Linked DNA regions of Mus musculus: all the other regions are linked to region 3. The links are chromatin contacts, called in public promoter capture Hi-C maps. All regions are on one chromosome and are shown on one strand. The core of a region is the stretch at or near the end of the contact, and the rest is flanking DNA. Distances in the headings are between cores, read along the strand shown. Region 1 holds the start of Cgn (cingulin). Region 2 holds the start of Rfx5 (regulatory factor X, 5 (influences HLA class II expression)). Region 3 holds the start of S100a11 (S100 calcium binding protein A11).

What was found. Promoter capture Hi-C pulls out the DNA fragments that hold promoters and counts their contacts.
Region 1: a promoter capture Hi-C map of embryonic stem cells shows a contact between it and region 3, with 2.6 times the contacts expected there. The contact joins the promoter of Cgn here to the promoter of S100a11 in region 3. A contact is called at or near these places in 5 of 39 promoter capture datasets (the 3T3-L1 cell line, embryonic stem cells, hippocampal neurons and 2 more) and 1 of 115 datasets of contacts at active chromatin or transcription factors (extraembryonic endoderm stem cells).
Region 2: a contact with region 3 is called in a promoter capture Hi-C map of neutrophils, with 3 times the contacts expected there. The contact joins the promoter of Rfx5 here to the promoter of S100a11 in region 3. A contact is called at or near these places in 2 of 39 promoter capture datasets (3T3-L1-derived adipocytes and neutrophils).

What each region holds. Positions count from the first base shown.
Region 1 is chr3:94,784,922-94,787,791 of GRCm38.p6, reverse strand. It overlaps Cgn (cingulin), which reads left to right and starts at 1,310. Exons shown (of 21, transcript NM_001037711.3): 1 at 1,310-1,416.
Region 2 is chr3:94,952,758-94,955,562 of GRCm38.p6, reverse strand. It overlaps Rfx5 (regulatory factor X, 5 (influences HLA class II expression)), which reads right to left and starts at 1,455. Exons shown (of 10, transcript NM_017395.3): 1 at 1,312-1,455; 2 at 417-548; 3 at 178-211. The coding sequence starts at 529.
Region 3 is chr3:93,519,092-93,521,791 of GRCm38.p6, reverse strand. It overlaps S100a11 (S100 calcium binding protein A11), which reads right to left and starts at 1,296. Exons shown (of 3, transcript NM_016740.3): 1 at 1,239-1,296.

The sequences.
Region 1 (2,870 bases), core at 61-2,560, 1.3 Mb before region 3:
CTCTCTCTCTCTCTCTCTCTCTCTCTCTCTCTCTCTCTCTCTCGCTCTCTCTCCCCCTCTCTCTCCCTCTCTCTCCCTCCCTCCTTGTTCCTCCTTAAGGGCTGTATCCCTCATAGAAGGCTTCTCATGGAATGCGGAGACCTAGCAACCCAGCTACAGAACAGGTAGGTGGACTTTCCCCTCCAGGGTCCACGCCCAGCATCTGAAGGCTGGGGGAGGGGAAGGGAATGATCTCCAGCTAACGCCACAGAAATGCTGGCTGTAGGGAAGATTCCTCTTCAAATCTAAATATATTACAATAAATATTTACTGAACAAATAAAGGAGAGAACTATTCAGAGGCCAGCAAGGTAAGCTAAGCCAATCTTCTTTTAACATACCTCAGCGATTGACACTAGGAGCCAGCTTTAATGTTACCTGCCTCAGTCTGCACGCAAAGCACCCCAGAGTCTTTTCGGTGTAGTGGGACCAAAAGCCCTACTTGACAGGCTTTCAGAAAAGATGGATTTACAATCTGTAGTTGAGCTCCTTTCTGCTTATAAAGCTTATTCTGATGCGTGTAAATTTACAGCACTCGGTTCCCAAGTCATTCATTCTACACATTTTATTAAGAGCCAACTATGTGCTGACCTCTGTTATAGGCGTTTGAGATGAAGCGTACAAAACAAAAGAAAATGAAGATCTCGGCTCTGGCCGAGATTTTCATAGGGAGATAAAATGAAAATGATTTTTAGGGTGATGTAAATTGGGTGATTACATCTTCCAAAGAAAAAGGGTGCAAAATGATTATGGAGGCCAGGAGCCCGAGGATGAGAATCCACGACTGAGATTTTGGTTCGGATTGCCGATAAGGCAGGCGAGCAGAGATGCAGAACGCGCTGACATCGGGAGACTACGAAGAAATTTTCTGCGGAAAGCGACAGAACTGTATTCTGGCTTATGCGGAGGCAGATGAAGGGCAGAAAGGGCTGTGAACCGAGATTTGCTTTGAGAAGAGCACGAGGAAGGCACTTCCCACAGAACCCAGGGGATGCTCTGGCGCTAAGCTACGCGGGTCCGCAGAGCCCCGACGCCCCCAAAATGGCCTCTTAGGTCCCCCGGTGCCCCGCCCTCGCCCCACCAGTCCACGTGACCCCACCGCCCCTCCCGTCCACCGGGCTGGGGACCCCGGTTCTGGGTTCCCGCGGTGTCTGCTCCGCCCCTTGCGGGAAACTGACCAATAGAAGAAGGGGTGAGGCGGGGCGGGAGGTGACGGCCAATGGGGCGGAGCTCCTGGGGAGTAACAGGTTGGTGGGCGGGGGAAAGGAGGGAGCTCAGAGCTCGGAGGGGCTGGGCTGCAGCAGCGCGTGTAGCTCGGCTGGTCGGAGCGCGATCCCCTGCGGGGTGTGTGAATCCGGGAGCACTGATCTGGACCGGGGTGAGTGAATCTGTCTGGAGCGAGGACACCTGCGATGCGAGTGGGTCCTCAGGAGTATGCTCGAGGGCCGGAGTAGAGGCATCAAATGCCCTCCTCCTGGGCACAGGTGCTGAGTTTAGCAGGAAGGGCGGTCAGAGTGCGGTGGCAGAGCTAAGAGCTAACCCCTACTCCACGGTGTCAGAAGCGAGTGGCTGGGAAGGTGCCAGGTGTGAGGCACCTGAGGGTTAGGTTATTCCCAGGGCATGCATGCATTTCAGCGCTACAATCTCTGGAGGTCAGGCGCCAGCCCTTGGGGCAGAATTTCTCTTGGAGACCAGCATGGGGGCGGGGGAGGGTTCATCCTATTGGAGCAAATGGAAGTGCCGCCAGAGGTTCAGAGACTGAAGTGGTGATATCCGCATGTGCTGGTTTTGGGGGTAACTACCCCCTCCCCGCCCCCGTCAGTCCTTACTGGTCTCTGACACTCTCCTTCTGGCTTTGGAAATGCTGAGGTGTGGGGTCATTCCCTGACCATTTGCCTACAGGTGAAAGCAGTTGCCAGTAAGACACTAAGGTCAGAATACGAGGGCACCCATCTCTTTCCTAGGTGTGAGATTATTTAAGGCTGTTTCTTTCTTTGCTTTCATGCCAGGGAAATTTTTTCCTTCTTCCTCTAGAAAGAACTGTGTGTATTCTACAAGAGAGGGGAATGGGAATGGAGAAGCATAAATCCCTCGACCCACATACTAGCTGAAAATGTTTGCTTTCTCGGGGATGTGAAACGAGGATTGATACTGGGTTTCATATGGCCCATGCTGGCCTTGAATTTGCCATAGCCCATGCTGGACTTGAACTTGCTGTACAGCTGAGGCTGACCTTGAACTGGTGGGCTGCCTTCCGCTCCCAGTGCCTGGATTACAGGTTCATATCACCACACCCACCTAGAAATAGTCTTCTTTCTTGAGGCTGATGTAAAAATTTTTCCTTCCAGCAAATACATATTTCCTTCTTTTTTTCTGTTACAAAGTAGTCTCTTTGTATATTTTTTAAAAAGATTTATTTATTTATTTATTTTATGTATATGAGTATACTGTAGCTGTACAGAAGGTTGTGAGCCACCATGTGGTTGCTGGGATTTGAACTCAGGACCTTTGGAAGAACAGTCTTAACCGCTGAGCCATCTCTCCAGCCCTATATTTCCTTCTTTTTCTCTAGTTCTAGATTGGGGGACACTGGTGAGATCTGGAAGTGCAGCTAATTTCCTTGACCCTTCCCAGAATCCTCTTGATTCCCTGAAATCCTAGTTGGCATCCTTGATTCACGATCTTTGATAGACTAGAGTACTTACTAGTGGTGCAGAAACATAGGCAGAACTCCCTAGGAGACCAAAAGACTAGGGGACTTACACCTCCACATTCCCAGGCCACAGACGAGGTATACGTTGGGCACCAGACAACTTCTGAGGTGAATTTCCT
Region 2 (2,805 bases), core at 206-2,705, 1.4 Mb before region 3:
AGAAAGGGCAAGGGGCTGGGTCTGATTTCATCTCCTACATAGGTCACAGAAGGATAAAGTATGATCCTCACACGTGGACAGCACCGCCTCTCCCCCATGAACCTTTATTCTCTCACATCAACATCACCCTTACCCTTCAGCGATGGCACCTGTATTGTCCCTTCCCAGCATGCTTACCAGAATTCCCTCTACTTTGTTCTGCACGGCCTTGCTGTGGAGAAGAAGAGAAAGCTGGAGGTCACAAGGTTTCCCCATCCCTTTGTCTGACTGCTAGAGACAGAAAAAGGACCAAACAGCTACGGACCACAGACCTCAGCCTGCCTGCTCTGAAACACTTGCCTGAGGAAGGAGTGCAGGGCAACAAGGATCTACAGCTGGGTCTGGAACAGGGTTTGGAGACAGAGACAATTACTTACGAAATGGTACCTCGGAGCCTTTGGAGGAGGGTGGTAGGTTCTCCAGCGTCAGCACCACCTTGGGGCCTTGCCCCAGTCTTGGGGCTCTTAGCATCAGGTTTATCTTCTGCCATCCCAGCATGAGGGCTACAGCTGAGAGAGGAGATCGCTGAGGATTTAACTACTACCAAGCTTCCTTTCTCCTAGAGACCCCAAGGCAGTCCTCCTGTCTCTACCCAGAAATACAAACAGAAGCAAAGCTTCCTCCAGTGGTTTTCCACACCACTTGCCTTCTCTAAAATTAGAATTATTCTGTTACTTTATCAGGCCCTTGTATACCCAAAGAGATCTCTGACATCTCCATTCTATATGTCCCACCTTTTGAAGTCTCCCAAATCTGGAAAACTGTTATGGGAAGGGATAGGGGTGGAGAAGTCCACGTTAAAAGAAATCTTACAATTTCTCCCAGTGCTGCAACACCTCCAGCCCCCCCCCCCCCAAGCCCCTCCAGCCGCCCCCCCTCAACACCTATAACGACAAGTCAAAGTTCTCCGATCCTCTAATAGACTCCTCGCCATTGATTTTGCCTGGAAGGTCGGAAGGGATACAAACATACTCGGCCTTTCCAGGTTTGAAAAAAACTGGGCCCAAGTTCTCATTACTGAGTCTCGCCACGGCTTCCCCCGCTGCCCCCCTCGCCGCGGCGCGGACCCTACGTCATCCCACGACATCCCACTCCGAAGCGTCCCCACTCCCCTCGGGCCCCTCCACCCCAACCCCAGGTGCTGGGCTAGGTCTCCGAACTCAGGGGGCTGGGCGCAGGAAACCCTGCGGGGAACAGGGTCCCAGATTCGGGCACGTGCGCAGGGGCAAGGAGCTGGTCCTGCTAGCTCCGGAGTGCTGTTGCCCCTCCTACCTCGGAACCGTCGCCTTCCAGCACGGACATTAGATAGGTGAGAGAGAAAGAGAAACTACCCTGTGGCTACCTCAGCTCCTGCCCAGCCCCACGGTGCCCAGCCGGCGGGCTCGTGCGTTGCTTTTATTTTTCCTTTTTCTGAATGGTTATGCCAGCCGCGATCTGCCTGGATACACGCACGGCCTGCTCTGTGATTGGCCGTTGCTGCCTCCAAGACGAAGGCAGTGAAAGTCTGCCTGGTAACAGAATATGATTGGTCGAGAGGGGAGGGAAAATCCAAAGTTAGTCTTATTTGAGTCAAGAGGGGGAAGTCCAGGTTGGTTTCGGTTAAAACTGGGGTCGGTTAGGTCTGCGGGCCCGGAAAGGGTTCTGTTCTTAAAGGGACCGCAGGATGAAAGCCCGGGCGCTTGGCTGCTTCTGGAGCATCTGGTCTTTTGCTTTCTGATCCTGTGCGTTGTAAAATCAGCGAGAAGAGGATAAGGGATCGACCGCGGGCTTTACTTGGGAAGATTTACGTAGATGCCGTCTAGGATCCAAGAACCACAGACAGGAGTTACAGGGTAGGAAAGTGATTGGCTAGTTGTAGCTGGGGAATAAGATGAGTTAAAAATGTAAGAAGGTTTGATTAAAAAAAAGCCAAACAACTCTATTACTGGGGCGTCGATAAGGACGTGGAAAGCACGAATCTATAAAAGCAAGTTACTTTGGTTGTGAGAACCAAATTTCTTAGGTTTCAGGAACTCTGTTTAAACAAAATTGGGGAGCTTTACAAAATGGAATGGCCACAGATAGCTACCATGTTTGATTGTTGCCTTTGGTTGTCAGAGCTGTCCGAAATAATCAGTAGGTGATATTTTTAAATTTTTGCTAGAAAATGATGTCTACTGATGGAAATTCGTTATAAAGTCCTGTAACTTTAATAAAATAAAATAACACAAGTTGAACCATTCGTCCTTCCCTCTTTGCTTACCCATCCCTGTGGCCAACAGCCTCTAGGATTGCAGGCTTCCCCTCATTCCACAAAGAATCTGCAAATCCTTAGCAGCTGTACCACATTAAGAGAAAATGTTTTTTTCTCTGTTGTTAGCCGTGGTATCGCCATTTTATAAAGTGCCTCCGTTCTAGTTAAGCCAAAGCTAATGCCAACTCATTTTCCAGATTTCTCCTCACCCTACCCCTCCTACCTGGGTAAACCACAGGAGATGTTTATTGGTTGCCTGACCCTGTCTGTCTCGCTACCCATAGCAACTGCTGACACAAAAGGAAATGGTATGGTCCTTCCACTTTAGACACTTGGCCCCACCCCCTCTGCAGGTATGCTCTAGAATAAAGCCTGTCTGTTGAGCCTCTAGTCCTCCTCTGTATTTTCTCCTTGCCCACCTTTGCCTATTCATGTTTCCGTTTCCTGGGTGTACTTCATCTCCTTCCTAGGGGGCACACTCCTGGAGTTCCCTGCTTGGTGGTGAACACTGGAATTTTGGTCAAGTAGAGGAA
Region 3 (2,700 bases), core at 47-2,546:
AAAGAGGGAACCACACCAACTATCTCTTTCTCAACCAGCACCAAAGCTCTTCCTTCAAGTGTTCAGGGTCTCATCTATCTCCTTTCACCTCATAACCTGTTGGTGCTGGGCCCTAGGTACCCTGTGTGATGAAAAGGGGAAGAAGGAAACAATAAGTAGGAAGTGATGAAAGACTGACACACCAAAGCAGGGGTCCGCAAGCTTTCTGTTGCTGTTATTTGCAATAAAGGGACAGCTGTGGATATTTTTTAGCTCTTTATGCTCCATAAGATCTTATCACTCTTGCCATAGTCAGGCAGCAAGGGTGAGGATACATAAAGCAAAAGGGTGTGGCGGTGCCTGTAAACTCTATACATTTGATTTTCATGCCATTCTCATGCATTACAAGGGATTCTTTTCCTTTTGAATGTCTTCCAACCATTTAAAAACATAAAAATCTATAATTAGTTTGGGACTAGGGCAAAAACGCACTTGGGCCTCTCTCCAACATTTGCTGATCCTCTTTGAAGAGTCAAAGGAAGGGGTAGATTTTGGAGGGGATGTGAATTACTGGAAACATTTTTTAAAGAAACGAGGGGAACTGAAGTAGCAGGTAGGAGACAGGCAGGTGATGTAGGGAGTGGCTAAAAAGATGGCTGGGAGTGGAGTAAGGGGGAGAGGAAAAGAGCGAGCTGGGAGGGACTGGCCTCCTCCCACATTCCTGTCTGTGGTTCCAATGGCTGCAACAGGCTCCGGTTTCTCATCTGTATGTCTTGGCTGTTTGCCTGCGGTTTCCCCGCAGCTGAGTCCCCCAGAATTCAGGAAGGCTACGTTCTGAACCGCTTTCTTTCTAGTCTTCATGAACGCCTAGCGACGCTGCCCCAAGTTCTCACTGAGTCTGCAGCTCTCTGGCGGCCGCCACTGGTTGGGTTCAGGGGCTCACGGCCCCAGGGAGTCTAGCGGCCGCACCCAGCCCGGGCTCAGGCCAGTTAGGCAGCCGCACCCAGCCTAGAACTTATTTTGCCCGGGAGAACAAAAGACCGCCGTTTCTCCCCACAGGCTGTTATTAGGGTGTAATTTTAGGGCTTCCTCGTGCCCTCCACTCTTCTCTAATTGCCTCCCACAGTTTCATCTTCCCGATCCATTTTCTGCCACGTCCACACGTTAGTCCAAGATACACCCAGCCAAGAGCATGCGTAGCTCTTTGTTGTTTTCATTAAAAAGAAAAAAATCTAAAAAGTTCAAAAACTTATGCTTACCAAGTTGAGGAGCGAGGTCCGGCTGCGACTGTGGCTGACGGTGGCTGGGACAGGAGTGGCGGTCGGGGTCCGGGTCCCGCCCCTCAGCCTGACTCAGGCTGTGCCCGCCCCGGCCCCCGCCCCTCCGCAGGCCTCGGCCTGTCCCCATGTCGGTGCTCTAGACTCAGCTCACTGGTTGTAGTCCCTGTGACTCAACAGGTCTCTGTTCCTCTCTCCCTGGAATCTCAAAGATTTTTGGCTTTAGGGGAAGTCATGCCCCTAGCTCTTTTTCTATGCACGTGTCCATTTGCAGTTCAGGTCAGATAAGCAGAAAGAATGTGAGTCGTGCTCATCAAGTAGGTCCCTAGGAGCTGGGGCTGTCCTGCTACACTGAAGAAATTTAATAAACAGTTGTGATTTTTTAAATTTTTCTGACACGTGGTATTCCTGAGTAGCTAAAGCTGACTTTGATTCTCTATGTAGCACAGGCTAGCCTCAAACTTAGGACCCTCCTACCCCCGCATCCCAAGTGCTGGATTATAGGTGTGCACCATCTGGCCTACCTAAGGGCAGTGATTATTGCCAACAGAATATTGGTGATTATTGTCTAGAGATAATTTTCACCCTGCTTTCAAGTTTTAAAATGACAGTTAAGAAAACTCTTGCAGCTAAACATCTCCCTGTGCAAGTGCGGCATTTTCCTGTCTGTGTTTCAATAAAGTTGGGAATTGTATGACAAACTTCCAGCTTCTAATCCTTGGTCCACAACATCACTGCAGCACTTTTGGCAAGTACTGGCCCCTCTGAGCTTCCATTTTCCCATCTATAAACAAGCCATGCTGCCTTCACCACTTAGTAAAGGCACGTAGAATGTCTATCACATAGAGTGATGCCCTTAAGGAGACACCCCCCGCCCCAAAAAAAAGAACAACTTGCAGAGTAGATGTGAATAGGGCATTGTGTGAATGCTTCCTGGTTTCTGCTCCCCCAATTTCACCAGTCACAGTTCCTGTCTCTTGTTTAGGAACCCTTGAAGTCAGACATGGTGGCCCTTGCCTATAATCTCAGCATGTGCAAGGCTGAAGAGGGAAGACTACTGCAAGTTCAAGGCCAGCCTGTGGCCTACCTAGTGAATTCCAGAACGGCTTGGGTTACAGAGTAGGATTTTGTCTCATAAGAAAATTAGAATCCAAACCAAAACAAACACTCTTGTGTTTCCAACAATAATTCAAAAAATAATTAGATCCACCCTCTTTCCATTTCTGCCGATGATGTGACCATTTTCCCATTTTCCTTATTTGAAAACATTAGCACCATGTTTTTAAAAAAATTACTTTCTTACACGATTTTCTAAAATCATGGCCCTTGGAATTTCAGCTTACTGTGTGCTTGGACCCACCTGTCCTTCTTCCACACCTGCACTGATAGAGTTTACATCCCCACTCCCTTTTTCCATTGATTTTGCAACTGGGCCCTTGCCCTC